Regions from separate parts of the Oryctolagus cuniculus genome. Here region 2 is linked to region 1. A link is a contact called in public Micro-C data. All regions are on one chromosome and are shown on one strand. The core of a region is the stretch at or near the end of the contact, and the rest is flanking DNA. Distances in the headings are between cores, read along the strand shown.

What was found. A called contact is a pair of places that touch in the nucleus more often than the background predicts.
Region 2: a Micro-C map of ear pinna shows a contact between it and region 1, with 4 times the contacts expected there. The contact joins the promoter of C5H6orf89 here to the promoter of PIM1 in region 1. A contact is called at or near these places in 2 of 6 Hi-C or Micro-C datasets (ear pinna and an unstated tissue).

What each region holds. Positions count from the first base shown.
Region 1 is chr5:132,478,736-132,481,928 of mOryCun1.1, reverse strand. PIM1 (Pim-1 proto-oncogene, serine/threonine kinase) reads left to right here and starts at 1,568. Exons shown (of 6, transcript XM_017345082.3): 1 at 1,568-2,275; 2 at 2,393-2,499; 3 at 2,600-2,650; 4 at 2,802-3,168. The coding sequence starts at 2,194.
Region 2 is chr5:132,730,113-132,733,305 of mOryCun1.1, reverse strand. C5H6orf89 (chromosome 5 C6orf89 homolog) reads left to right here and starts at 1,621. Exons shown (of 8, transcript XM_070074136.1): 1 at 1,621-1,747. The coding sequence starts at 1,746.

The DNA.
Region 1 (3,193 bases), core at 319-2,818:
TTTTCCATGAGTTTTTTGAAGATTCTTTGCACATTTGCTGTTGTTTCTACTCAGTGCTAAGGAGTCTGAGCCTCCAGGAAGCAGAGAGCTCTGACCCCGCGGGGCTGAGTCCTTTCACCTCCTCCCTGAGCTAGTATTGTATGACCCTGTGTTCCTGCTTAGGTTTCATTTTCCTATCAGCAAAAGGGGAATAATTCTGGTTCCCCTGTGTTTTCTCCCAATCATCAAAAATGAATGAGTTAGGCCACAGTACACAAACAAAAGGGAAACGTGTAATGTTTTATGAGACAAATTCATAAAAGTGTGGCATATCCGGGCATCTTCATAGAATAAGCACTGAAGAAAACTTTTAAAAGAAACCTTTTAAATCCAGTAATGACTATTGCCATACAGTTAGATCCTCATTTTCCCTTTAAATGGCAGGAACTTGAAAAAAAAAAAAAAAAACTGAAACGGGATATAGTTGGCCACTGACAATTCAATTTATGGGTTCCATAGAATTTTAATTTACTCATTTCACACGTCGTTATCAACTCCTGGAGAAGTTTAAAAGGACAAAGGATGAAAGTGGGACTGGTCCTGTCTTCCGCGTGACTTCCATGGTGGGGGGCTTTTCTTGGCGAGCACGCGGGGTCGCCCGGTGATTGCTGGCACTGCCGGGCTGATGGCAACCCGCCCATGAGAAGGTGACGACGACGTGAAAACGCGGATTAAATCGAGCGCACCCTCCCACCCGCGTTGTAAATGAGGAATTTTCCTCCCTCTCCCGCCCGCACAAGCGGGCTGAGGCAGCAGCTGGCATCACAATGCTGACATTTGTTTCGTGATTCCCCCTTCCCCAGCACTTTGACACACACACACACACACACACACCCCGCTTCTCAAGGACGCACGGCCGCTGCCACCTTTCTTTTTAAAACGGGAACCCCCGGGGGTCGACCCTGGAAACGGGCGGGAACGGCCGAGGTCTGCACCCTCTGGCGCGGGGAACCCAGAGCCCCCGTGTTGTTCCGGGCCCGGGGCTCCCCCGCTCCCGCCGTGACTCACGCCTTGCAGATCTTCGCCCTCCCCCGCCACGCACCCCCAGCCCACGGCGCGCGGCGTCATCCCGCCCAGGCAGGCGTGGAGGTCTCGGGTCTGAGTCACACAGAAAAGACCACCCTCGTCGGCATCCCCCCCCACACACACACAGTCCCTCCGCGCCGGCCTCCGCGCCTCACACACCAACGCCCGTCGTCTCCGCGCCACTCGTGAGGCTGCGCGGCTCTGGAGCCCTTGACCCAAAAACCTCCGAGACACCGAGCGCCGCAGAGCCGGCCTCGGGCGGCCTTTGATGGCTTTGTTATTGTTTGGGTTTGAATCGATACGCCCCTCCCCATCCTTCCTCCCTCGCGGCCCGACACCCAGCGCCCGCCTCCCCGCACGCCCCGCGCCCCTCCCCCTCCATTTTGGCGCCTTTTCCTTCCCGCCACGTCGTGGCGGCGTAGAGACCATTCTGACCGCGAGAGTGGGGCGGGGCGGGGGCGGGGCGCGCCGCGCTATGCAGATCAGTCGGCCTCTGGTTGGCTGGAGGCGCGCCGGCGAGGGCGGGGCCGGGGCGCGGCGACCCAGCGCGCGGGGCGGGGGCCGAGGGGAGTCGCCCCGTCCCGCCGCCTCCCCACCCCCTCTCCTCTCTCCACCGGCCGGGCAGCCCAGCTCCCCGCCTCGGCCTCCCGGAGAGGCCCCGCCCCGTCCCCGCCCGCCCGCGCGCCCTCCCCGCCGGCGCGCTCCGCCCCTTTACTCCTGGCGGCGGGGCGAGCCGGGCGTCTGCTGCAGCGGCCGCGGTGGCGGAGGCCTGAGAGGAGTCGGCGGCAGCGGCGGCGGGACCGGCAGCAGAGGCACCAGCAGCAACAGCAGCAGCAGCAGCAGCGGCGGCGACAGCGGCAGCGGCAGCAGCAGCAGCGGCCGCCAGCAGCCCCCGGCCCCGCGGCCCCGCCGCCGCCCGAGCCCCACGAGCCGCCCTCCACGCCGCCTGACCCCACCGGCGCGCCCTCCCGCCGCCAGTCCCGGCAGCGCCCCCAGTTGTCCTCGGACTCGCCCTCGGCCTTCCGCGCCAGCCGCAGCGGCAGCCGCAACGCCACCCGCAGCCCCAGCGCCAGCTCCTGCGGCGGCGCCTCCAGGCACGGTCCCCGCGCCGACACCCTGGAGGTGGGGATGCTCTTGTCCAAAATCAACTCGCTGGCCCACCTGCGCGCCGCGCCCTGCAGCGACCTGCACGCCACCAAGCTGGCGCCCGGTGAGCGACCCCCGCGGGGCGGCGGCGGCGGCGGGCGGGAGCCCCGGGCCGGGGGGCCGGGCCAGCGGGGGGCTCGCGGGCCGGCACTGAGCCGCCGGTGCCCGCTGCTCTCCCTAGGCAAAGAGAAGGAGCCCCTGGAGTCGCAGTACCAGGTGGGCCCGCTGCTGGGCAGCGGCGGCTTCGGCTCGGTGTACTCGGGCATCCGCGTCGCCGACAACTTGCCGGTGAGTGTGGGCGCCCCGCGGCGGCGGCGGGGAGTGGGGGGCGGGCGGGTGCCGAGGCCCCGGCGGAGCTAACAGAGACCCTCTTGGCGGGGGCTTCCAGGTAGCCATCAAACACGTGGAGAAGGACCGGATTTCCGACTGGGGCGAGCTGGTGAGTGCCCCGAGGGGCGCGCCCCGGCGGGCGGGCGGGCGGGCTGGCTGGCTGGCTGGCTGGCTGGGTGGGTGGGTTCCGGGGGGCTGGGGAGGGGGTGGGCGCGCCGCCCGCCCTCACGCCGCCGCCTCGCCGCCCCCTCCCCCTGCAGCCCAACGGCACCCGCGTGCCCATGGAGGTGGTCTTGCTGAAGAAGGTGAGCTCGGGCTTCCGGGGCGTGATCCGGCTGCTGGACTGGTTCGAGAGGCCCGACAGCTTCGTGTTGATCCTGGAGCGGCCCGAGCCGGTGCAGGACCTCTTCGACTTCATCACGGAGCGGGGGGCCCTGCAGGAGGAGCTGGCGCGCAGCTTCTTCCGGCAGGTGCTGGAGGCCGTGCGGCACTGCCACAGCTGCGGGGTGCTGCACCGTGACATCAAGGACGAGAACATCCTCATCGACCTCAGCCGCGGCGAGCTCAAGCTCATCGACTTCGGCTCGGGCGCGCTGCTCAAGGACACGGTCTACACCGACTTCGACGGTGAGCCGGGCGCCGGCGGGCCTGC
Region 2 (3,193 bases), core at 372-2,871, 250 kb before region 1:
CAGGAAGCAGGAGTGGAACTCTAACTCTGACATGAGATGTGTGCACCCTATCTGGCATTTTAACTACCAGTCCACTCACCCCAAGAAGTTTCTCATTTTAATATAGTTCATGGTATTACATGGTAATTCTCTTACAGAACGTCTCAGTTCTGACTAGCCACATTTCAGTTGCTCAATAGTCACTCCCAGGGAGATGGTACTGGACAAAGCAGCTTTGAAATTTTTTCTCATTAAGGTTTACAATGGGGCCAATGCAGTGGTGTAGTGGGCTAAGCCGCTGCCTGAAGCATGGGCATTCCAAATGAGTGCTGGTTCAAGTCCCGGTTGCTCTACTTCCAATCCAGCTCCAAGCTAATGTGCCTGGGAAAACAGCAGAAGACAGCCTAAGTGCTTGGGCCCCCGCACCCACATGGGAGACCCAGATGAAGCTCCTGATTCCTGGCTTTGACCTGGCCCGGCCCTGGCTGTTGTGGCCATTTGGGGAGTGAACCAGCGGATGGAAGATTCTCTCTCTCTCTCTGTAACTCTGCCTTTCAAATAACTAAAATAAATCTTTTTAAAAAAGGTTTATAATGCACCTAGAATTTATTTTGGAGTATTGCGTAAGTAGGAAGCAGATTTCATTTTTTCTGTATATGGATATCCAGTTGACCCAGCACCATTTGTTGAAAGCATTACCCTTCCTTCGAATCTCTGTCATAGATCAAGTGTCCACATATGTTTGGCTCTGTTTTTGGTCTATTTATACCATTTTATTGATGCAAACACCCCTGCATCATTATCAAACTGCCTTTGTAGCTGTGGAATTATTACTCTGAACGCGTTTGTATTTTGTTTGCAATTTCTTGTAAACAGCAGTTAAAAGCTTTGGCACTACTGACATAGCAGGATAAGGAGAATGGCAGGGTTTGGGTAAAGCCACAGCCTGTGACACCAGCATCCCATTCGAGTCCCAGGTGCTCCACTTCTGATCCAGCTCCCTGCTAACGCACCTGGGAAAGTAGTGGGAAGATGGCCCAAGTCCTTGGGGCCCTGCACCCACGTGGGAGGCCCTGTTGGAGCTCCAGGCTCCTGGCTGCGAGGCCATTTGGGCAGTGAACCAGACTTTCGATCGTTTTCTCTCTCACTCTGCCTTTCATATATTTTAAGAGTCTGGGTTCATGTTCTGACCCCACCGCTCCTCATCTTTGACCCGCCTAGTGTGTATGAGGACTATTTATGTCGCAGGGTTGTTGAAGCGGTTTCACAAATGCCAAGCACACAGTAACGTCCGGCACAGAGTAAGTCCTCCATAATTAGCGGTCAAGTCTCAAGTTGAGTGATTTGTTTGCAGGCCGTTCTCTCAGACTAGGGGCGCCCAGAGGGGCGAGGCGGCTGCACATGTATGTATCCCCCCCATTCTCACCCCTTCATGCCTAACACACTCTGGCACGTAGCAGGGGGCTCGGTAAATGCTTGTGTGGAGCAGACGCCAGCAAGGCCTAACACGACGGAGGAAGAAGAGCCACGCCCCAGAGGGACGCCAGGGGGAGCCAGAACCCGCGTTCCCGCGCGCGTCGCGCCGCCGTTTTCGGCGGAAGCGCGGGGCTGGGGGGGCGGAGCTACCCTGGGGCGCGCGGCCTCGCCCTTGCGGTGGGAGTTGCTTCCGGGTTGCGGTCCCGGAAGCAGGAAGTGGTCGGCCCATCCTCCTCGCCCGGCGGCTGCTGTCCCCGAGGCGGGAGGAGCCCGAGGGGGCGCGGGCCCGCATGTGAGTGAGTGGGGCCCGAGACCGGGAGGGGGGAGGCCGGCCGGTGACAGCCTCGCTGCTGTGCCCGTCTGTGACATCCATCCTCGCGCCGCCCCTCCTCTCACCCTGGACTCCAGAGCTGGTGGCTTGTCGGAGCCTCTGGGGGTTTGTGGACTGACAGCATCCCCAGGCGGCGCCCTCGGGGTCGGCTCCCCCAGACCTCTCTGTCTTTGCTTGGCTCCGCCGGGGACGGCCGAACGCGGCCACAGCAGGGCCCAGCACGAGCCGTGTTGGTGAAGTCCAGCTTGCACTGTCCTTTGGATGGCTTCCTCTGTGTGTGTGTGTGTGTGTTTGTGTACACATACGTCGAAAGTAGATTCTCCGGCCCTCTGAAACCTCTTTTCGTAGTCATTGTCAAGGGGGAAGTCCTTTCTTTTCTTTTATCATGGTTCTGTTCTGTGATAAAGCCGACACCTCGGATCTCAGAAAGGAACATGACTTGTGGTGTCTTGACAGGAGTAGATGAGGCGTTTGTACAAGAAAATTCCCCTGTCCCGTGTGCTGTGGTCTTGCGAGATTATTAACCCTGAAGGTCGTGCATTTTCTGAGAGTCCGCATAGCCCTGGTATTCGAGAATATGTCTTTAAAAAAGCGTTAGGTCATCAGTCACCTTGTAATAGATACTGCTCCCGGATGCGTAATATTCTGACTTCTCTGATTGCTCGTTCGGTGGTTCTCATCGAATTTTCTGCAGAGGGCTCTCCCTTAATAAATTCGTTAATTTCCATTGGAGTTCTCACAGTCTCCCAGTGAAGGAATAATATGGCTCTTAAAGTAGCTAAATTCGACTTTGCTATAATGAAGTTTTGCATGGAGATTCGTGTGGCCCAGTGTGTGCCAGAAAGAGGCCCAGTTAGTCCTGTCAGGGCTTAAGGCCGGCCTTGAGTCCCTGTCCCCCCACAGGAGTTCTGTGACACCAAGAAGAAGATCCGAGTACTGATTCCTGCTCACCTAAACTCTCATCAGGCTGATGGCGTTAAAAAGCCTTGAAGTAAAGTGACTAAAGCCTATGTTACAGTCAGTGAGAGCACTTTAGATCCATTCCATAAATTTGTCCAACCTTAATCCAATTTAATATCAGATGAATTTACCTGTCTGCTAGCTTTTTGTTTTGTTATTTTCTCCCTTTATCTCTGCTTTAAAGAAACCCACAATTTAGTGTGGAAGGTAGGGACAGACATGTACTACAAAGGGGTAGAGTTGTATAAGGTTCAAAGGGAAAACTCGAGGTCAGAGTCTTCAAGAGTTCACTTTTTGGACAAAGCTTGGAGAGTTTGACTTTTTAGGCAGAGGAAAAGCTTTTGATTGTACAAAAGCAAAAAGCTGTGAAACAGAAAGGATTAATAGAAAATGAGACTGAACAGATAGGCAGTGACCAGAGCATTTAAGACTACGGTAAGTAATTTG